Linked DNA regions of Mus musculus: all the other regions are linked to region 3. Evidence: chromatin contacts called from public Hi-C and HiChIP or PLAC-seq data. All regions are on one chromosome and are shown on one strand. Each heading gives the region's core, a stretch centred on a gene start, on an enhancer-like site or on the middle of the called end of the contact. The rest is flanking DNA. Distances are from core to core; before and after follow the strand shown.

The links. A called contact is a pair of places that touch in the nucleus more often than the background predicts. HiChIP or PLAC-seq counts read pairs in DNA pulled down with a chosen protein or histone mark.
Region 1: a Hi-C map of myocytes shows a contact between it and region 3, with 1.9 times the contacts expected there. The contact joins the promoter of Zfp644 here to the promoter of Glmn in region 3. A contact is called at or near these places in 5 of 39 promoter capture datasets (the 3T3-L1 cell line, hippocampal neurons, liver and 1 more), 1 of 484 Hi-C or Micro-C datasets (myocytes), 1 of 115 datasets of contacts at active chromatin or transcription factors (fibro-adipogenic progenitors) and 1 of 9 other capture datasets (liver).
Region 2: an H3K27ac HiChIP or PLAC-seq map of the NIH/3T3 cell line shows a contact between it and region 3, with 5 times the contacts expected there. The contact joins the enhancer-like site here to the promoter of Glmn in region 3. A contact is called at or near these places in 4 of 39 promoter capture datasets (the 3T3-L1 cell line, 3T3-L1-derived adipocytes, cranial neural crest and 1 more), 3 of 484 Hi-C or Micro-C datasets (embryonic fibroblasts and stem cell-derived neural stem cells) and 7 of 115 datasets of contacts at active chromatin or transcription factors (the NIH/3T3 cell line, T-cell acute lymphoblastic leukemia, embryonic stem cells and 3 more).

Annotation. Positions count from the first base shown.
Region 1 is chr5:106,695,385-106,698,090 of GRCm38.p6, reverse strand. Zfp644 (zinc finger protein 644) reads left to right here and starts at 1,261. Exons shown (of 10, transcript NM_001363318.1): 1 at 1,261-1,559; 2 at 2,392-2,448.
Region 2 is chr5:106,990,419-106,993,226 of GRCm38.p6, reverse strand. No RefSeq gene overlaps it. Among named protein-coding and RNA genes, the nearest start is that of Cdc7, 28 kb to the right of the region's middle. Within about 2 kb of position 1,461, at least 69 of the 459 cell types and tissues checked have an H3K27ac peak or open chromatin away from gene starts, as enhancers often do. A contact at or near this core is called in 3T3-L1-derived adipocytes and the NIH/3T3 cell line, where this site is marked.
Region 3 is chr5:107,596,387-107,599,086 of GRCm38.p6, reverse strand. It overlaps Glmn (glomulin, FKBP associated protein), which reads left to right and starts at 1,448. Exons shown (of 19, transcript NM_133248.2): 1 at 1,448-1,543; 2 at 2,225-2,299. The coding sequence starts at 2,261. Rpap2 (RNA polymerase II associated protein 2) reads right to left here and starts at 1,391. Exons shown (of 13, transcript NM_144911.3): 1 at 1,227-1,391; 2 at 520-565. The coding sequence starts at 1,299.

The DNA.
Region 1 (2,706 bases), core at 12-2,511, 900 kb after region 3:
ATCAGGTCCCTTGTGATATTTCCACATGATGGCCTGTCATTTGCAGCTCCAGTTTCAGGTCCTTCCTGAGGCTCATTTGGACTCTGTGGTACCAGGCATGAAGCATGCGGTGCACAGCCATACATTCAAGCAAAACCCAAACTCATGAGATGAGAATAAGTCTCTAAAGTGCATCTCCTCCAAGCAGTTGGCTGAAAATGGACACAGATTTATTTGTTGTGTATCTATCTATTCGTATATATGAAGGAAAGCTTTCATTTTGAAACAGCTCAACAGTCTAATCTCTCTTTGCCACTTTAGGTTGTAATGAACTTGAACAGGTGACAAGAATGCCTGACACACACACAGCATGAACTCTAGTTGTCAGCAGTTACTAGCAAGCGAAATAATTAGAGTGGATAGTGAAATGTTCGTTCTTTGGGATACATTTGCTGCTTCTGAAGGCACCGTTTTTCAGGAAAGATACTCCCATTCTTGACAAATAAATGTAATTATGGTGTATTCCTGTGAATGTTAATAATATCTCGAAGGCTTGGAGGTGCATAGTTCATGATTACTGCTTAACTACTAAAAAACGTTTTAAAGTTTTTCATGAGAAAAAGTTCAGCGAAACCAAAGAATTTAGTAAGGCAGGCCCATCAGAGTATTCTAGAACGTTTAGCTCACCTTCAACAGGTTAGGAACTTGTTGACTCGGTTCAAAAGCAAAGCGAATACCTCTAATTAGTGCGCTGCTTCCCTCAGAAGCCCATGGCTGAATGCTTGTTAAAAGGGAGATTTAGAAGACCCTCTGGGGAATCTATTGATTACCTGAAGAGTTAACCAGCATTTCTGACGTCTCTTTGCATGACTCCAATTTGGACAATCAAGGCATGTTCCTTAGTGCAGAATCTGCCCTTGCAGAGTCCAAGGAACCCAAATCCGGGCCTTCTTTTTGGGTGTCTTGTCTGGGTAACTGAATTTCTATACCTGATGCTTTTGCCACCTGGCCTGTTTAACATCATAAAACCTGTCTGTGCCAGTTCTCCAAGGTAGGCCTGATATATGTTGCTGGTTCTTTCAACAGCTGGAAAAGGGAACAGGTTTTTGGCAAACTAGCGATTGCAGACACCAGAGATGGGCCTATTCCACCTTAAAGGGCCTAGGCATTCCTGGTACTTGGGTCTTGCAGAGTTTGGTCGCCACCATATTTGGAGCGTGCCTACTTTGGGGCGGGAACCTCCTCCGGAGTGGTTAGGTCACCGCTGGGGGAGGTGACCTTGTTTGGTTTTGGCACGGGAGAGCAGCGGTGCAGCGTTGCTGCCGCCCCCCGTGGGTCTGATTGGCACGGGAGCTCCGGCGGCCCGAGAGCACGGGCGCGCCTCGCTGGCTTCCCCCGGCGGCCGGCGGCCAGGCAGAGGCGGGAAAGCCGCGCGCCTGCGCCGTGGGAACCGAGGCCGGAGGCGAGAAGCGGGGAGCGGAGGGGGCCGTTGGAGCCGAGTAGCGTACAGAGCGGCGTGTGACGCGGGGACGCCGCGCGCTCCCAACGTCGCCCCGGTTTGACGCACACGGCACCAAACTGTGAGTTTCGGGGGTCTTATTCGGTCGGATTAGCCCCGGCCCCGGCCGCGTTTCGGACGTCCGGGCTGAGGCGGTGGCGGGACTGAGGGTGGCGGAAGAAGTTGTGGGGGGACCCGGCCCGCGGCGCTCGGGCCCGGGGAGCTACGCCCTAGGCTGGCTCCCAACCCTCGGAAAGGACGCGTTTTGCCGCACAGGCTAAGATGGCGGCTGCTGCCGAGGAGGCGGAGTTGCTGCTGCACAAGGAGCCCGGGCCGCGGGGTCCGGGAGGCGGCGGTCGCGGGGGGCCGCGGAACCTTAGGTGAGCGGCGGCGGCCGCCGCGGGGCGGGACTCGGAGGCGGGCGCGCGGGGCGGGGGGTGCCTTTCCGCTGCGGCGGCGGCGGATCCGGTGGCGGACACAAAGGGGCCGAGCCGGGCTCTGGACTCGGGGGGTTTTGTTTAGTCACATGTAGCGGAGCAGCCAGTGAGCGGTAGGGGGAAGGGGGCCGAGACCCGGAGGTCCGGGGAGCCCTGCGGTCGCCATTGTAACTCCCCGAGTAACGGGGGCGGTCCGAGAGCAGTCAGGCGGCGCCCCGTGCGCGGCTAGGCTACTCTGTCCGGGCCTGTAGCCCCGGCCCTGGAGGTAACTGTCCACACCCCTCCCCTGACTTTGGGACCAGAGCGCATAGCCTTCCCCTTCTTCCCACTGGTCTGCAACATCTTGTGCCGCTAAGTGCCTGAGAAGTAACTCCAAGAGGTAAAAAAAAAAGAAAAAAAAAGAAAAAAAAACACTCGAAGTGTTTGGGTGGCCACGGGGCTTGGTGGGTATCTAGCTAAAGCTTTTTGCCTCTCCAGGTCTGATTCCCTGGCCTTTGTGTCCCTGGGAGCTTAATCTCTGCCAGAGGAAAGCAGGTGTGTGCTCCGTCCACTCCTCCCGAGAACATGAAGATGAGTTGTCCCAGACCCTTCCCCGTGATTGGAAACTTAGGTGGTTTCTTGTTGCGAGACTTCCACAGACGACTCTCGTGTTGGGATCCATCCATGGTTTAGCGACATTAGTGGAAAAGTTCTCTTCAACTGTTAAAATAATACTGACTTAAATGTAGTTGTTATAAAACTTTCGTATTAGCTTTCAAATTTTATGTGATAAAACTCAACGAGGGGATGCCC
Region 2 (2,808 bases), core at 212-2,711, 610 kb after region 3:
ATTCTAGGCCATTGAGCCTGCTGCAGCTCAACCTTGCCAGTTTTGCACCCATTCCTTCGTTCCTACCCATCTTTTCACGTGCCCACCTCTTCTGTAACATATCAAAGTTTTAAGGTCCTGAAAAGAAAAGGATAGTGGAAAGGTAGGAGAAAACAGCTCCAAGCAAAGCAAGTATAACACCAACAAATAGTCACATAGTAAAACCCTGCTCCCCCTGCCCTCAAATCAATAAATACATTTATTTCAATTTGCCAGGTGTGGTGGTGCATACCAGTACTTCCAGCACTTGGAAGGCAGAGGCAGGTGGACCTCTGTGTTCAAGACCAATCTGGTCTACAGAGAGTGTTCTAGATCAGCCAACGCGCCACAGTGAGACACTGTCTCAAAAATAATAAATGGATAAATAAATAAATGAATGTACTGAGTGCCTGGTAATAGCACCAATAGATAGATAGAGATAGGTGAGAGAGAGATTATAGATATATGATGCATAGATGATAGATAGATGATAGATAGATAGATAGATGATTATTATAGATGATAGATGATAGATACATAGATGATTGATAAATGATAGATAGATGATAGAAGATAGATTGATAGATGATAGATGATTGATAGATTAGATGATAGATGATAGAAGATAGATAGATGATAGATGGATGGGTGGATGGATGGACAAACGGACAGACGGATGGATGGATGGACAGATGGATGGATGGATGGATGGATGAATGGATGGAGTGAATGCCTTGTATTCCCAGCACTGGGAGCAGAGATAAGCAGATTCCTTGCCAGTCATCCTAGCCCACATACTCAGTTCCAAGCCAATGACAGACCCTACCTCAAAGAGGGAGAGGGAATGTCACCAAAAGCCCAAGATTGTCCCGACTTCTCCTTACACAGGTACACATGTATGTGCAAAAAGTAAGAATGGGGAAAATGAAATTCTCTAAAGTTAATATCCAGCGAAAACTAAAAAGCTAAAGGCCATGTTTTTCTCCTTACTCCAATTTCATCATATGCTGGGAAATGTATGTATATATGTATGTATGTATGTATGTATACACACACACACACACACACACACACACACACACACACAGGAAGGGACACGGTGTTCTCATTTCCACCCACTGCATTCTTCCCAGCTGCCAGTTCTAACATCTGCCATCCCTTAAATGTGAAACGGAGCATCAGGTTTGAGGGCTCATGCAGTATTGCTAAGCCCCTACTTGCAACAAAAGTACAAATAGTCTCTGGGGAGAGAAGTCCCCACAGTGTCCTTATATCATCACATATGCTTATGAATGCTACAGATGTCGATTAGGCAGAAACTTCTGAAAGTCCCTGTGCACAAAGAGAAAGTTCTCCAGATTTCTCAATGGTGGGGCTAAGGCTAGAGTTCTTGGCTGATAACATTGCTATACAAGGAGAGTTTGCTGCAACATTTCGTAACTCAAGAGTGCAGGCCTGCGGCCACACTCTTACAACACAGTTGGATTCATCTCACACTGCGGTGAGGAGAGAGTGGGAGGAATTTAAACATTCTTAGCTTTGTTTGGATTATCAAAACAATTCCTCTTTATGGAGTGCACCAAGGTGTATCTCACGATCTGTCCAGGGCAAAAGACAGGTTAGGATCTGATGTGGAGGCAGAGAAACAAAGTGGTTTTGTCCCTGACTACACAGTGACTGGGAAGGCGGTCTGGGTGAAGGTACATAGAAAGGGGAGGCTGGAGAAGGAAATTAGAAGGAGGCAAATGGCAGAGAGGACAGACCCTGGGGGTGCTTTGAACATCCTCGCTGGAGCTTAGCATGGAAATACAGTGCTGGCAGATATGCCTCTGACCACTAATAGACAGAAGGGGGGTGCATTGGAGGGAGGAAATGAGCCCCCAAGCTTCAGGAGCGGCTTTCCTCCTTCCAGCTATGAAGGTGGGGGCAGGGAGGCGCTCAGCATTTCTGCTCATGCCCAAAGACTTAAAAAGATACACAGAGCTTCATTTCTAGAAGTCAACTGTCATTGACCTCAAAGAACAAAACACAAAAATATACCTCACTGCAGGCATGCTATGTGCTGAGCACTAGAGACCCAGAGGCACGTACATTAGACAGATAAAGCCTTGTTGTAGATGATAGACAGGAGGGACTGGTAATACGGTACAGGGGAGCCCGGGGAAGGAACACAGGTGAAAAGCCCGGGGTAGAGAATGGTTAAACCACCACCAGCTCTGTTTGCCTGAACACTTAGTTTTCTGTGAGAGTCGATGTTTTGTGTTTATGTCTTCAAAGTCTTACTGATAGATCCATCCAAGTGTCCCGGGCAGCTGCCTCACAGAACATGCCAAAGGAATTCCTGCCATCTGGTGGACAGAGGCAATGTCACCGTGCAGCTCCAGGGTCACAGCATCCAGATTCTGCTACCCTGAGTTAAGTCTGATACAGCTGGCTGTGGCGGCCCCGCACCCACAACCTCTGCACCAGGGAGGCGGAGGATCACTAGTTCAAGGCCAGTTTCCGTTACACGAGCTCCTGTGTAAACTTAAACAAACAAGGGTGCTGGAGAGTGGACCGGAAGTCCAGAGCACTTGCTCTTGCAGAGGTCCTGGGTTTGGTTCTCGGCACGCACGCCGTAGCTCAAACCATACTTAATTCCCATTCCAGGTGAGCTGACACCTTCTGTGGTGTACATGCATGCAGGCAAAATATTCATATGTGTAAAATTTAAAAATCTAAAAAAAGAAAATGAAAAGTCCGACTATAAATACCCTGATGTGCTTTATTCTTTTGTAATCATTGTTACCG
Region 3 (2,700 bases), core at 199-2,698:
CTTGAAGTGATAAAGAAAGAACCTGCTTCAGCGAGCTTGGCACATACAACAGTAATAGTGTACCTGAAGAAATGGGAAAGATTGGTTAATTCAGGAACTATGTCCCCAGAACTTTCTACAGGTGTTCATGATAGTTTCCAACAGCCTAAGCCTCCACATTGGTTTTCCTACAGCTGAAGGACAGAGCAGTCTTACGTGAGAATCGACAGTGCTTCCTGAGTCTTCAGTATTTTCTCAAGAAAGGTATGCACTATGCTTTTAAACTATTTGGGCTGGAGTATAGCTCGGTAAATTAGACAAAGAGCTTCATTAGAATGTACAAAGTCTTTAAGTTCAATTCCCAGATTGCAAGATCAGAAAACAGAACATCAAAACAAAAAAACCAAAACCAAAAAGAAAAAAGAAAAAAAAAAAAAAAAAAAAGAAAAGAAAAAAAAAAAGAAAAGAAAAAAAAAACCAAATCAGATTGAATTAATGAGATAAAAGCAAAGTGAAATGCAGATGCCCACGTGGTTCTACCTTTTAGATGCATCTCCTCGTTTCAGGGCTCGGGTCTGTTTAGTACCTACAATTGAAGAGAGAAAAGTCAAGTGCCAATGCATTTGATGTAGCAGAGTAGTCCCCAAATATCACACTGTAGGCACCATTTCCTTTTCTCTCACACATCTCATTTCCAACTTCGATGTGTACAAAAAAAGAAAAACAACCCCCCCCCCAGAAAAACAAAAACAAAAGGGGGGGCTAAACAGGAAGCAAATTCAATTGTTTCTGTAAATTAATTACATTTTACATTTTCATGACGGCAGTCTCTTCGAGGACTCTTTCTCATCGGATGCGCTTTAATCAAGTGCTTTTAAAACACTCTCTAAACTGGGTTCCTTTAGAATAAACATTGCTCAGTCTCCCAAATGTTTGTTCCCTTGCCTAAAGAGAGGAGTCTGAGACCTCAGAGACCAGATATCAAAGCAATCCAAGGTTCAAGGCAACTGACCACCACCTGCCTTGGCCACTTGTTCCCACGTACGGGTAGATCCTAAAACCCCTGTGTAAGAGTGTGGGATTCCTCCCCCGAAGGCACTAGGACAGCCTGCGTTGGGAAGCTCTGGGCCTCATCCACCCGGAGTTCTCGCTCTCCCCGGCGCAGCCTCAGAAAGAGGCCCGCGCGTGCGTGGTACTCAAACCAAGGTCTCAGGGTCCCAGCCTGGGACGGTGGCTCTTGTTCGTACCGGTAGCATCTCGGTGGGTGCTGGAAGCCCGGGTACTTGGGCCTAGAGAGCAAGGTACGGCAGAGTCAGCCATGGGGAAATGCGGTCAGAAGAGGGGGTCGGGACAGCACATCTACCTCCTCACGCTTCGCCCGGAACCGGGCTGGGGGCGGGCCCAGGGAGGGCGGGGCGAGCGGCGGAGGGGGCGGGCCCAGGGCGGGGCGGGGCGAGCGGCGGAGGGGGAGGGTCCGGTCCGGGGGCGGGGCCAGGAGTGCGGCCTGCGCTACCTGAAGTGGAGAAGGAGGAGGAGGGCAAGAGGCAGGCGCGTGGATCGGCGGGTAGGTAGACATGCTGGGTCGGGCGGATCGGGCTCGCCGAACAGGACCTGCGCCGCACGCGGCTCTCCTGCTCGGCCTCTGGAGGTGCTGGAGCCTGGACACCCTGCCCTGCAGGAGCAGGGAGAAATGGCCTCCCTTCGCCTCAGCCAGGCGCGGTAGGGTGTGATTTTCCTGTTCGCGCCTGCGGGGCAAGGACCTTCGCTGCTGGCCTCCTTTTCGTGATACTCGGTGATCTCACTGACGATTGTTTATGTGAGGAGGGAGATCCTGTGGAGAATGGGGTGGGCGGCATCGGAATCTTCAACTTCTTTGGGTGACTTAATTATGTTGGATTCCAGTTTTTGTCAATGGGACATTTAAAAAAATTACTTAATGATTAGATTTTTCATTCCAGGTCCACAATTTGGATTTTTGTTTTCCTTTTAAACAAAGGCTTTTCTAGTAGTTCTTTCTAGGGCTCTTTTTATTTTTTTACTCGTCATTCTTTAAAAATTACTTTCTTTAGGCATTATATCAGGGGCTTTTAAAAATGCTTCATTAGGCTAACACAGTAACGTTCAGTAATAGCAGTTAACCTATAAAACTTTACATTGTGTTTGTTGTCTAATAATTCAGAATGAAACGGTTTATGAAACATAATTTACATGGTATCACACAATTAACTGGGTTTTTTTGTATTAGTTCATTACAGCATCAAAATTAGGAAAATAATTAGGAATGGCTGTGGAGGAACTTCAGAGCATAATAAAAAGATGTGTAAGTACTTCTCCGAAAACACCTTTAAATATATGGGAAGGGCATAGAGTATCTTTACTTTGTGGTCACTCATGTTATTTATCTTAACTAAATTCTGCTTCTTCTTTTTTGACTTGTAAATATCAAAAAATCAGGAAAGTAGATTAGATGATAATGATGATGGTGGTGGTGACTTTCAATCCTAGTACTTTTGGGAGGCAAAGGCAGAGGGGTCTCTGATTTTGAGGCTGGCCTGGTTTACATGGTAAATTTCCAGGACAGCTTGGGCTATGGAGAGAGAGAGAGAGACCCTCGCTCACAAGGGGCATAAGGGGCTAGAGAGATGGTTCAGTGGTTAAGAGCACTTGTTCTTGCGGAGGACCTGGGTTCATTTCTCAAAACCCAGGCCCTGTTCTGGCCCA